Linked DNA regions of Arachis hypogaea: region 1 is linked to region 2. Evidence: chromatin contacts called from public Hi-C data. All regions are on one chromosome and are shown on one strand. Each heading gives the region's core, a stretch centred on a gene start, on an enhancer-like site or on the middle of the called end of the contact. The rest is flanking DNA. Distances are from core to core; before and after follow the strand shown. Region 1 holds the start of LOC112726592. Region 2 has its middle 8.6 kb from the start of LOC112726588.

What was found. A called contact is a pair of places that touch in the nucleus more often than the background predicts.
Region 1: a contact with region 2 is called in a Hi-C map of leaf, with 2.0 times the contacts expected there. The contact joins the promoter of LOC112726592 here to the enhancer-like site in region 2. A contact is called at or near these places in 2 of 8 Hi-C or Micro-C datasets (both in leaf).

Annotation. Positions count from the first base shown.
Region 1 is chr12:6,447,333-6,450,392 of arahy.Tifrunner.gnm2.J5K5, reverse strand. LOC112726592 reads left to right here and starts at 1,588. Exons shown (of 1, transcript XM_025776034.3): 1 at 1,588-2,542. The coding sequence starts at 1,800. The coding sequence ends at 2,417.
Region 2 is chr12:6,327,950-6,331,115 of arahy.Tifrunner.gnm2.J5K5, reverse strand. No RefSeq gene overlaps it. Among protein-coding and RNA genes, the nearest start is that of LOC112726588, 8.6 kb to the right of the region's middle. Within about 2 kb of position 1,660, at least 3 of the 3 cell types and tissues checked have open chromatin away from gene starts, as enhancers often do.

The DNA.
Region 1 (3,060 bases), core at 339-2,838, 120 kb before region 2:
TTAATAAATATTCAAAATTATTATTATTTTCTATTATTGTTTATTTAAATTTTAAAAATTATTTTACTAAATATATTCATTATCGCTTATGTTTATTAGAAATTAGTTTTAATTTAATTTACCATTTATAAATTTTATAATTTTAAAAAATCATCTTGTAAAAATAAATTTTTATAAATTACTTGAAAAAAAATTAAATATTTAATCAAAGAATTTGGTTAAAACGAACAATGTTTACCAAATCAAAACCAAACTTTTCTTTTTCTTTTTTTTTTTTTAAATATTGAAACCTTTTACTTTTTGCAACACCTCACTCATCTTGTTTTTTTGTCTGTCGGTGAAAAGTGGGTCCTCTTTCTAAAGCAAAGGTAAACAATGGATACAAGTACCCCGCCCCATGAATGAATAGAAAACAAGTTCAGCATTATTAGCGTAATGAGACATGTTGACCGTGAATCATGATCCCCCTATATCATCGTTGACCAAAATCTAATTAATTTGTATCTTATAATTGCCATTTGCCTTCACAAAATAAAGGATGATCATAATGCATGCTATAAGACAAATGCTAAGATGCTCCCAATCAAGAAAAAAGGTGCTCTCAAATATTTTATTTATATCTTATTAGCACCTTAATATTAGATGCTAAGAATATAATAAAACAGAAGAAATATTTAAAAAATAATAAAATCAGCCTAAATTAATCTAAACTTGTCTATTTTATATTTATTAATTACTTCTAAAATAAATGTATAATATCAGATATAATAAATATATAAAATTATAGATATTAAATTTAATAAAATAATTTAGATTATTATCTCCTTAATATTACTGTAACAAAAATACAATAATAACTAAACAAAATAATTAATGACATGTTAGTTATAAATAACATACAATAACGCGTTTTCTCAGTCCAAAATCATTTAAAAAGATCTATAACTTATTAGGAGCTATTAATATTCAGAGTTAAGACATTATATTATTATTTAGAAAATATTGAGACATCATAAAGAATCACATATACATATGAATAGTTAAAAAATTATTTTATCATTAATAAAATTATTTAAAATTTTAAAAGTAATTATCTTAGTATTTAAACATAAAATTATTATAAGATATGAACAATGTAAACAACAGATTGTATTTCAGACGCATTAACCATTCAAAATAAAAATTATATCTAATTAATTCAAAATTTAATTTTTAAAATTAAAATTAATTTTTTTTAACCAATCATTTAAGTTATTCAAAAAAAAAATATTGTTCCCTATATTTTCTCTTATATCTAACAGATAAATGTAATGAAAATATATCATACTTTATCATACAATATCTAACAAAATTGCATCAAAAGCATATCTAAAAAATCTTAGTTATTTGACATCAATGATCTTCAAGCTAAGAATGTTTTTCTCATATATAATAATTAACTCCTAATATAAACAATGGTGCTAAAGAAACAATTGCCATAAATTACTTCCTTAATGATGCAAGTGGGGCCACCCCACTATAAAAGCCAACTTATTGTCACCATATACATCCAATTTCCTTCATATAAGTAATCTAGTTCTTGATCACAAACAAGAAAAGTATTTGATCCCTTTTTGTGTCGGTTAGTCAAACAAGAAAGAAACCCTCAAGAAACCTCCTTCAATAGTTCAATTCCTTCTCTCCCTCACCATTCCAAATCCTTTATTTAATCAAAACCTCATATTAAGATCACATCAACAAATATCCACCATCTCAAAAAAAAAAAAAAAATTGATCTTCTCCCAAAAAAAAAAAAGAAAATGGGGAATTGTGTGTTCAAAGGGTTGCAAAATGGTGTATTGGAGGACATGAAGGTGAAAGTAGTGACTTCAAATGGTGGAATCATGGAGCTATACTCTCCCATCACAGTTGAATGCATAACAAACGAGTTTCCGGGCCATGGCATTTTTCGCAGGTATCATAACATGATATCAGAGCCTCTATCAAACGGCGAAGAACTCCATGGCGGCCAAATCTACTACCTCCTACCTCTAAACCCAACATTATTATCTTCATCAAGCAAAAGGGTACCTATAACCGAAACCAATAATCCCAACATAACACCATATAGAATGTCCACGTGTGAAAAGAACACAAACCCTAACCCTAACAATAACAAGAACACATGGTGGGAACCTCATGAGGTTCTTCCTAGGTACAACAACACGGGTGTGTGGAAGGTGAAGCTTGTAATAAGCCCCGAGAAGCTGTCGGAGATTCTTGCACAAGATTCTAGGACCGAGGCGTTGATTGAGAGTGTGAGGACGGTGGCAAAGTGCGGCAGCGGCGTTGCGCCGTCGTCGTCGATGACTAACTCCGATCAATGGAGCGTGTGTAGTAGCAGTTGTAAAGGTTCTACGTTTGGTGTGGATAGTTAAAATTTAGCTTTACCTTTTTCAGTTTTTTTTTTTAATTATTGTTATTATTGTTTAATAACCCTAATTATTGTCTACTTTATTTGCTTCTGTAGATGATAAATATTAGCTTTTGATTTTTTTCTTCATTTCTTTTTTAGGTAAAAAAATTTTTGTTTGTAGTATCTAAATATGTAGTGGACTCTTATTATTAATTTGATTTTAAAAATATAAAAATATTTAATAACAAAAAATTAACCAAATTTATTTTATTTAATATTTATTAATTTAAAAATTAATAAATATTAAATAAAATAAATTTAGACTGTATTAATTGATTTTTTATGATTTTTTTAAATTAAAAATAATTCCCATTTCTTGTTCAATATAATCACTTGGTGTAAACAAAACAAACTATCGTGTATGTGCTCTGTTATTCACTTATTCGTATTTAATTCGAATATTATTGGTGAATCATAATTATATTTATCTAGTTATTTAATTTATTAGGTCTTATATATTCAATAAGGGAAATAATAATGTACAGATGCAAGTATTTAAAGATTTACAGATATTCTCATTAGAAGAAAGTAGTGGCAACACGTGTCTATGAGGCATGAGAGTGGGAGCAGCGTGAAATTATGCAAAACCTACCAGAGAGCCGAGA
Region 2 (3,166 bases), core at 411-2,910:
ATCTATTTCAATATAAGTCTTTAGATCTAATCTTAGTGGTCCACATGAGTAAAACACGATGTACAAAATTTTAATTGGAACATTTCAGATTCAATCTTAATATCTGAATTTGATCTTGACTATTTTTTTGGTCGAGAATGTCTGAATTTGATTTTATTATTATTATTATTATGGAATAGACAGTTTCTAATTTTAAACATCACAAATTGATAGATACATTTAAGGATTGAAAAATTATAAGAAACAATCCTCGTATAAACTAACATAAGTCAACTCTATTATAATTTAAATTTTATAAATAAATAAAAATTTAAAAATTAAAATTCAAAATTCAAAAAAGATTCTTTCTATATTTATTTTAATCACATTTATAATACACAATAAAAACAATCCATAAAAAATCTAATCCTTTTCTATTCATTTGAAAACAGTCGAATCTCTCCCTCCTTAAACCTACCGTGTCCACGCAATTTTGACGACGTCGCCCACCGACTACCGTCGTGTCTTTCGTCGCGCTGCGCGGCCTCTTTCACGCGTCCCGTCACCATCCTTCTTTCGTCGACGCCGTCGTCCACCGTCCCGACGCATCTGCACCGCCACGGCCCCCATCTGTTGCGACGTAGCCACGGCCAGTCTCCCATTCACGACGCGCGATCAACTACTCTGATCCATGGCGACTCCTCCACTCGCGATGCGCGGCCTCCTTGGCTTCCTCTTCGCAACGCGCTACCACGAGTCTCCCACCGCACACGCAACCCCGTCCAAAATGTCGTCGCCGGTCACTCTACAGCTCTTCTTCTTCTCCTCTCCTATTTGGTTTTGAATGATTCTTTTAACTAGTTTTTTATGTTTTTTTTCTTAAATTTCGGATGATTCTTTTTCCTATGTTCTGTATTTTTTTCTTAGGATTTGGATAATTCTTTTTCCTATGTTTTGTATGTCTTTTTTTTTTAGGATTTGGATAATTCTTTATCTTATATTTTGGTGTTTTTTTTTTTGGAGTTTGAACGTTTTTTTTAAAGAAAAATTAGGATTTACGTAATAAATAATAAAAGATGAATTAAAGTAAAAAAAGATAATTAATAATCATTAATTTTGTATTTAAAAAAAATAAAATTTAAATAATTAATAATTAATGACAATTAATTAATATAAAATATAGTTTAAATATACTTGTTGATTTTTTTTTGGTTTCCACTGTATCCCCCAATCCGACAAATATACTTATTGATTTATTATTAGTTATACTCCTCTTAGTTCCCTGGCAGAATTCTTATGGATTTTATCAACTATTTGACTATTGTCAAAGTTCAAACCTAAGTGCAATATATTAAGATGTATCATATTTTGCTACTCAATCAAAGCTTCAATTGCATCTGACCTTGATTTTTTTTTTTTTTTTGGTGTACATGCATCTGACGTTGATTTTGAGGCCACCGGTTATCGAATGTTTCTGTTGGGGTTCTTTTCGGACTGGCTGTTGGGTTTTGAATTCAGAGTTTAAAGAATCAAAATGTTTTTTCTTTACATATTTATCAGCATAAACTAATTTTATTCTTTTGGGCTATCTTTTATTGGATACAATTAGTTTAGGCTATTTCTTCTACAAACGTGAAAACCTTTTCTGTTAGTTCATAGGACTATGGGCCCAATGGATTTTCACTTTGACCCAAATTTGGAACGTAGAAAGTTACAACATAGTTGGAGACAGCCTCTAGTTTTGGAGGCAGCCTAATACAGTAATACTAATTTATTATGTCTTTAAAAATATACATTAAAATTATATATATATATATATATATATATATATATATATATATATATATTAAATTTCAGTTAGAGATAACATAGTTATATTTATTATATGTAAGAGAAATTTGTTAAAAAGCAAATGTTCTACTCATGTTATTTACTAGTTTAACATGTGTCGAGTCTTATAATTTAAAATTTAAATACCTATTTTCAAATTTCTACTCTCCTGTTTGTTGTAAACTCTACAAATTTAATAAAATATTTTATTAAATAAATAAATTATTATTTAAAAAAATTAAAATAATCAATTTTTATAATTTAGAGAAGTAGAAATATTAAAAAAATGAATTTTGACACTAATTTTAAAGATTTTGATCTAAAATCAAACCGAATCAGTTGGACCGATCCCAAACTGACCTACCTTATAAACTAAGCAGCAAGCTTTATTTTTCCCTCGTTTCACTCTTGGGCACGCAAAGAAGAGAGAAATCACGTTGAGAAAATCTAACCCCTTTCCAAAAATTCAATCGTCGAAACTTTCAATATGGAGTTTCAATTGACGAGCTGTCAGCGGCCATGTGTTCGTCTCAGAATTCTCTTTAATTCTATTCGAATAAAGTGGTAAAAAAATTTTATATCTCACCCAATTCTTTTCCTCCTCAATTTCGAGATTTTTGAGTTTCGATACTGAGAAATTAAATAATTTTGATGGTTTAGGTGAACTCTAGTAGCGGATAATCATTGAGTTTTGCCCAATTGAATCTGTGGGTAAGATAAGAAACTGTTGAACCGTTGTGAATCATTGAGTGAGTGAACCCTATGATGATTATAGTGATATTGTGTGAAATAGACTGTGTTCTGGTTAATTTGGAGTTTAATTGGGCGATTTGGAACAAAATCCAGGTAATTAGGCTTGAGGATTGACGTTTGAAAGGTTGGAGCTTGTGAAAGGAGGGGTTTTTGAGGTGTTTCGAGCTTCGAAAGGAATCGGTCAAGGTATGATTTTGCTTTCTCGTAGTTAATATTTAATGTCACGTGAAAACTTAGACTATAAGACCTTAAGATAGGAATTGACTGAATGAATTACTGATGGATTGTTTATATGGTATACGATGTGTGATTCGGTTTTTGTAAATAATTTGTTATTGGAGTTGGTTGATTTTGGAAAAAGATTTAATATTGGAATTAGTTCGATTTTGAAATAATTTGATACTAGAAATGATTTAAATGACTGAGAGGTGTTTGGTTTGGTGGTTGAGACCCTTAAGGGGTGGCAAAAGTATGAGTTTTAGAGAAGATACTGTCGAAATTTTTTTTATGGAAATTGGAGGTTTTGTTTGAAGTGGTTATTTAGAAAGATTTGGGTTTAAGGATTTTATGATTTGATTTTGAGTTATTAAGAAACGATTACATT